Linked DNA regions of Zea mays: region 2 is linked to region 1. The links are chromatin contacts, called in public Hi-C maps. All regions are on one chromosome and are shown on one strand. Each heading gives the region's core, a stretch centred on a gene start, on an enhancer-like site or on the middle of the called end of the contact. The rest is flanking DNA. Distances are from core to core; before and after follow the strand shown. Region 1 holds the start of LOC100383598. Region 2 holds the start of LOC100273937.

Evidence for each region. A called contact is a pair of places that touch in the nucleus more often than the background predicts.
Region 2: a Hi-C map of tassel shows a contact between it and region 1, with 2.3 times the contacts expected there. The contact joins the promoter of LOC100273937 here to the promoter of LOC100383598 in region 1. A contact is called at or near these places in 2 of 25 Hi-C or Micro-C datasets (leaf and tassel).

Annotation. Positions count from the first base shown.
Region 1 is chr1:12,253,453-12,256,309 of Zm-B73-REFERENCE-NAM-5.0, reverse strand. It overlaps LOC100383598, which reads left to right and starts at 1,292. Exons shown (of 9, transcript NM_001176246.1): 1 at 1,292-1,669; 2 at 2,131-2,219; 3 at 2,347-2,464; 4 at 2,617-2,690. The coding sequence starts at 1,588.
Region 2 is chr1:12,526,552-12,529,376 of Zm-B73-REFERENCE-NAM-5.0, reverse strand. It overlaps LOC100273937, which reads left to right and starts at 1,535. Exons shown (of 8, transcript NM_001148329.1): 1 at 1,535-1,827; 2 at 1,906-1,962; 3 at 2,063-2,138; 4 at 2,228-2,307. The coding sequence starts at 1,669.

The DNA.
Region 1 (2,857 bases), core at 43-2,542:
ACGGCCTCGTCCGTTTATTCTTTTGTCCCTCCCACCCTTGCTATCAAAATTTCCCCGCCGTTAGTTCAATCAAAGGAAAGAAAAGAAGAGAAAAGAAGAGAAGGGAAGATAACAGATGTACGACGCGACCCCGTTCGACCCGTCTGCGCCTGGTAGGGATAGGCAGAGGCAACAAGTTGGTAGGCGCGGCACGTGCCAGCGCGATCTTATCTACCCTCGCTTCGTTTCTCCATCCATGTGCCTTGCGACGGAAAGGCACCGAGAAAATTTGGGTAAAAAAAAGAAAAAGAAAAGAGAATGCCCCTAAAACAATACAAAAGATGAAAAGAAAAGAAAGCAGGGCGCCGGCTGCTCACGGCCATTATGGCCCTTATTGGACGGCTGGGCTCGGTGCGTGGCGGCACTGCCAGCCGTCCGGTTCCAGTCCGGTGCGCTCTTCTGCTGCTGCTGCCGTGGCTCCTCGTCTACCGTTTCTCTGCGAAACTGCTAGAGCGTTTGCCGATTCCCGCCACCTCCTCTTTTCCATTTGTCTTTTCCTTTAGTAGAAAACGCGATCGACGGTCTGGCGACGACTCGCGCAATTATTGCTGGACTCGCGCGGGCCGCTACTCTACTACACAGCACACGATCTACTGTAGCCAACTGTAGTTGTAGCAGCAGCACGTGTGTGAGCTCATCGCCGCCACTCTTCTTCGCCACCGCAGCTCTGCACTGTGCACCACCGGAGACAGGTTGTCGCCCGAAATAGTCATCAACACGTAGTGGTCACTGTACACGGGTTTAATTTTAACCAAAAAAGGAATACGAACACAACACGCTGCAGTGCACAGTCACACACACGCACAAAAAAAAACAAGGCCTCAGCTAAGCGCCAGGTACTCGTCGTCTCGTCTGGCTGCCTGGCTTTAAACCACATCGGAATTAGCTTTGAAACCCAGCACCCCGCGATCACGATTACCCACACTAGTAAAGTAGTAAACTAATCCACCAATAGAGACCGACCATTCACCACTCGCCCGCACGAACCCAGAAAAGAAGAGGCCGTAGTGCAGGGAGCGTGACGAAAATACAGAAACAGAAAATGGAGTGGTGCGGGCCGGCGGGGAGGGGGAGGAATCCAAAGCGAACGCCAGGCAGGCGGCAGGCGGCAGGCTCGCGAGAGAGAGCCGTGCGGCTGCCGAACTCCACAGGCCTATACGGGTGTACTAGCACTGTAGCCTACTAGCCAGCAAGCACCTCCTGGTGCTATATGACCCCCCGCACCCCACCCAAAACCCCTCCTTTTCCGCTCCAGACACAGCAGCCCCTCTTGTACCAGTAAACCGTGCTGCTATCCCCCGCTACCGCTACCCGCCGCGCTGCTGCGGCTCGCCTCCCTCCTCCCCAGTCCCCACGCCCCGCCGCCGCCGCCGCCACCTCCTCTCGCTCCCTCCTTTTACCCCGAGCTTAAGCTCGCGCGTACCTGCCTACCTATCCGTAGGAGAGGAAGAGGGGACAAGGCCCGGTCGGTCGGTCGGTCGGTCGGGGGGCTCTCGGATCTCGCCGCTGCCTCCCCGTTCGTTCGTTCGTTCGTTGGGATCTCGCGCCATGGCCGCCGTCGCGCCGCCCCCGGCCCCCGCGCCGGCACCGGTTCCGGCTCCTGCTCCTGCCACCGTCCCTGTCGCGGATCGTATCCTTCGTTCGCTGCCGTGCGCCAGAGGTTTTTGCCTTTCCGGGGTTTCGCTGCTTGGTCGCGCGCGGGGTCAAAGGTTTTTTTTGCCTTGCTGCTTCGTTGGTTGGTTGGTTGGTTGGGGGTCAAAGGGGGTTTGCCTTCCCATGGCGGCTGCGCAAGGCTACCGTGTGAAATCGTCTGTCCCTACCGGCTACCGCCTCGTTTCGCTTTGAACTGTACAGATCCATACGGGGTTTTCTTTCTTTTTAACTGTGTCTTCGCTGCTGTTTGCGAGCTCAGCTCTACAGGGGGATAACAGAAACAAATCTCTTCTTTTTCTTCTGGGTTTGTGATTGGTTTACGTTTATTCATACTGCTCGATAGGATTCAGTAGCTTGCAAGGTCTGGGTGGGGGGGGGGGGGGTCGATCTAGAAACAAACCGTTGCACCTTAATTCTCCGCTTTGCTGTTGCGCGAAGAAACCACGGATCTGCTGCAGAAGCTGTCGCTCGACTCGCAGCCCAAGGCGGCGGACGCAACACAGCCTGCTGCTGCCACCGCCAAAAAGGTAAAGGGATAACAGCACAAGCGCCCGTGGCTTCTCGTCCTGTCCCCATGCTCATGGTTTTGTCGAGATAATCCGCGGTTCTGATTCGTCGCTTCTTTGTGCTGTTCATTTAAATTTAAACCAGCAGGGCGCCGCGGCGAGCCAGCCGCTGAGCGTGGCGATCCCGCCGGAGCCGTCCATCACGCCGGTGATCCAAGACTTTACGGATCCCAACCTGTTTTATCTACCAGCGTATTACTACGGAGGTGAGGAGCATGTGGTGATCATACTGTAGTTTGCTGTTTTCGTCGTTCTTGTGGGCGCCTGATTGATGGTAACATAATTTTTAATATATTTGTTGCTATGAGACTTCTGTTATTTGCTAACTGAATTGTCTGGTTCTTGCCTTGTCCTGCAGGCTACGACAGTTCCATGAGCGAGTGGGATGATTATCCGAGGTATCTAAATTCAGATGGAGTGGAGATTGCCCCAGTAAGTCATCCTATAAGATCTTGCCCTTTCACGATACATGTGATGCTTCCCATGATTGTTTGCATACTATGTCCTATCCTTAATGTAGAAATGCTGGAATGGTCAAATTGCTTGCTATTACTGTCTAGTGGTACCTGTACTGTCGAGTCTATTGTAGGACATGTAAC
Region 2 (2,825 bases), core at 286-2,785, 270 kb before region 1:
TGTATAGTGGATGCTCCCACCACAGGTAATTTAACTCTTGTATCTGATAAATTTTTCCTCACTCGTATTATTGACAGTAATTCTGCGATTTATTTTTCCCTTCTAGAAACCAAATATTAATGTCGAAGAGATTGCTCAGAGAGGGTGCTGACACTTGGAACATGATCTCAAAGAACAATGAACGTGCTCTTTGGTCATCTGCCATTCCAGAGATCATAACAAAATTTACGAACATTGCCCATTCTGTGCGTAGGGGTTTATCAGAGCAGGTAGGATATCTTTACATGACCTCAGTATGTTAACTATCAGTCCCAGGGTTGTATACTTTTTGTACGGTGCAATGTTTAATTGCATAGTATTCACTGTTTCAGGATCTTGAGGTTTTAAGAGGCATTGCTGGTTGTGGTGAGGACATAGGAAGAGATGAATTTGATAGGCTATGGTGCTGGTTATACCCAGTGGCTGTTTCATTATCGAGAGAGAGAATTAAAAAGCTGTGGGATTGCACAGCACCTAGATGGATAGAGGGCTTGATTACAACAGAAGAAGCTGAGAGTGCACTAAGAAGTTCCAGGGAATTGTTAAAGGAGGCAGGAACATTTGTTCTCAGATTTCCTATCACCCGAAGCTGGCCACATCCAGATGCTGGAAGCCTAGTTGTCACTTACATTGGCTCTGATAGCTCAATTCATCATAGGCTACTCTCTCTTGATTCCAGGTGTGCTGCAATTAGCATGTTACCCTATCTTCTGAATCTATTGGCAGCGAAATTTCTGAACCTTTCTCTTTTCTACTGCTAACAGTGATGCTAGCGCTGAGAAACTGCAAGATTTGCTGCTCCAGGAACCGGAACTATCACAATTGGGCAGGTAAAGCATTATAGACTCCAAAACACAGGTGCTGTTCCTTTCATTACTTACTAAATGGTTAGACATATATTCAAATGCAGGGTTGATCGGGTCTCAATCACCATCCGGAGATGACCGAGGCTTCAAACGGTTAAACTTACATTCAAAAGCAGGATTTAGGATGCTGCCACGAGAAGAGGGTCAGCAGCAGCTCGACGCATACAAGTTCATTGTCATCCAAGAGCATAGCCCATAACACCCATTGCCTGTTTTTTTTTTGAATCAAACACCCATTGCCTGTTGTTACCATGTACAGGTTGTAAATTGGTTCCCTTGGTAGTTTAGTTCGTACAAAGAGAGGTACTAGTGAGGTCTAGTTGCTTCAGAAAACCAACAGTAACATGAGCTACCATGTGTGTCGCAAAAAGAAAGAAGCTGTCATCATGTGCCTCGAAACTGGAGGATTTTCAGTGGCTAACATGTTGCATATAGAATTGACAGTTGATTTATTTTTGGGTTCCTTTTCAATCCTGTCATTTGGGCCGAGAGGAGGATAAGTGTCGTCGTAGCCCATGTCAATTTTGAGGTCAAAAGCATTGGGCCGTCCACTATCCAAGCACCGAATCACGCTACATTCTCACAAATGGCTGCGGGTCGCACCCGGCGCTCGGCATCCCTCCCCGCCGCAAAGTCGCGCCGCCGTCGCCTCGCACGCACGAACGCCATCACTTCGTCGCTTACCCATCAGACAGACAAACAAGGCCGAAACTCCACGACGTCCCCCGCTCGGCAGCAGCAACAGCCGAGACCCTAGCGCAGCATGGCTTGGACAACTGCGGCCACAGTGTGCTGGCGCCTGCTCCACCTCCCCTCCGCCCGCTGCCCTCTCTCGTCCCGGGCCCGGTGTTCCGCTGCGCAGAGCCCAGACGCCGTGGACAAGGAGTACGCCGACCTCAACCTCCGGCCTCTGTACCCCAACGTCTGTCGTCACCCTTCTTCTCTTCGTCCGTACCCCGGTGCTATTCCAATCTTACCGCTGATCCATCTCTGTACGCAGAGGGGCCATCACATGCGCATACGGCAGCACGTGAACCCGCTCAGCTCATCCTTCTCGGTAAAGCACTCCTAACTCCTCACCCATTTTTTTAATATTGCCAAGCGAGCACAGGCACTCGTATTTTCAGTTAATTTGTGCTCTGTTTTGCGGTGCGTAGGAGCCCACGGGGCCGCCAGAGTGGAAGGAGGTGTTCGACGACCCCTTGCTTCCCCTCATGGTCGACATCGGCTGCGGTGCGCAAGTGCTACTTTTATTTAATTTTATTTTATACTGGCAATGGGTTGCTTGAAAGAGGATGTTCTCAGGGAATCTTGATGTCCAGGGAGTGGGAGGTTCTTGATTTGGCACGCGAAGAATTCTGGCAAGAGTCAGAACTACCTTGGGCTAGAAATCCGCCAAAAGGTTTTATTGGTTTTAGGTTGCAGCTTGTTTGGTTTCTGGATTGGATGATTTTTTCCTTTTTGTAATGTATAAATGCCCGGATCTCTGCCTTTCAGTTTAAGAGAGAAAAGAAAGATCACAACAGTTTTAGAAACAAAGAACTGGGAAGCTCAAGCAGCACCCCCCCCCAAAAAAAAGGCATACCGCACCCTCATAACACGGAACAAAGAAAATGAACTGCAGAATCGCATGCCATCATTTTGCTTTCAAAGACATTTGCTTTGCTGTTTGGAACAATTCTCGAAGATGATTCAGTTTCGTTCTTTCCTGAGGTTCCACATTACATAGATTGCCAGGCTGTTGAAATATTTTGGCATAAAAGATATAAGCGTATGCCAGTCTCACACGGTCCATTGCGCATAATGCAATTATCTTGATGTGGACAACCCCTTAAATCCAAGTTGTCTGCTGCGGAATTTCGTCTTGTGTAAGTGTCCAAGCAAACCATTTAAATGTGCATCTGTTTTCCATGTGGGTCT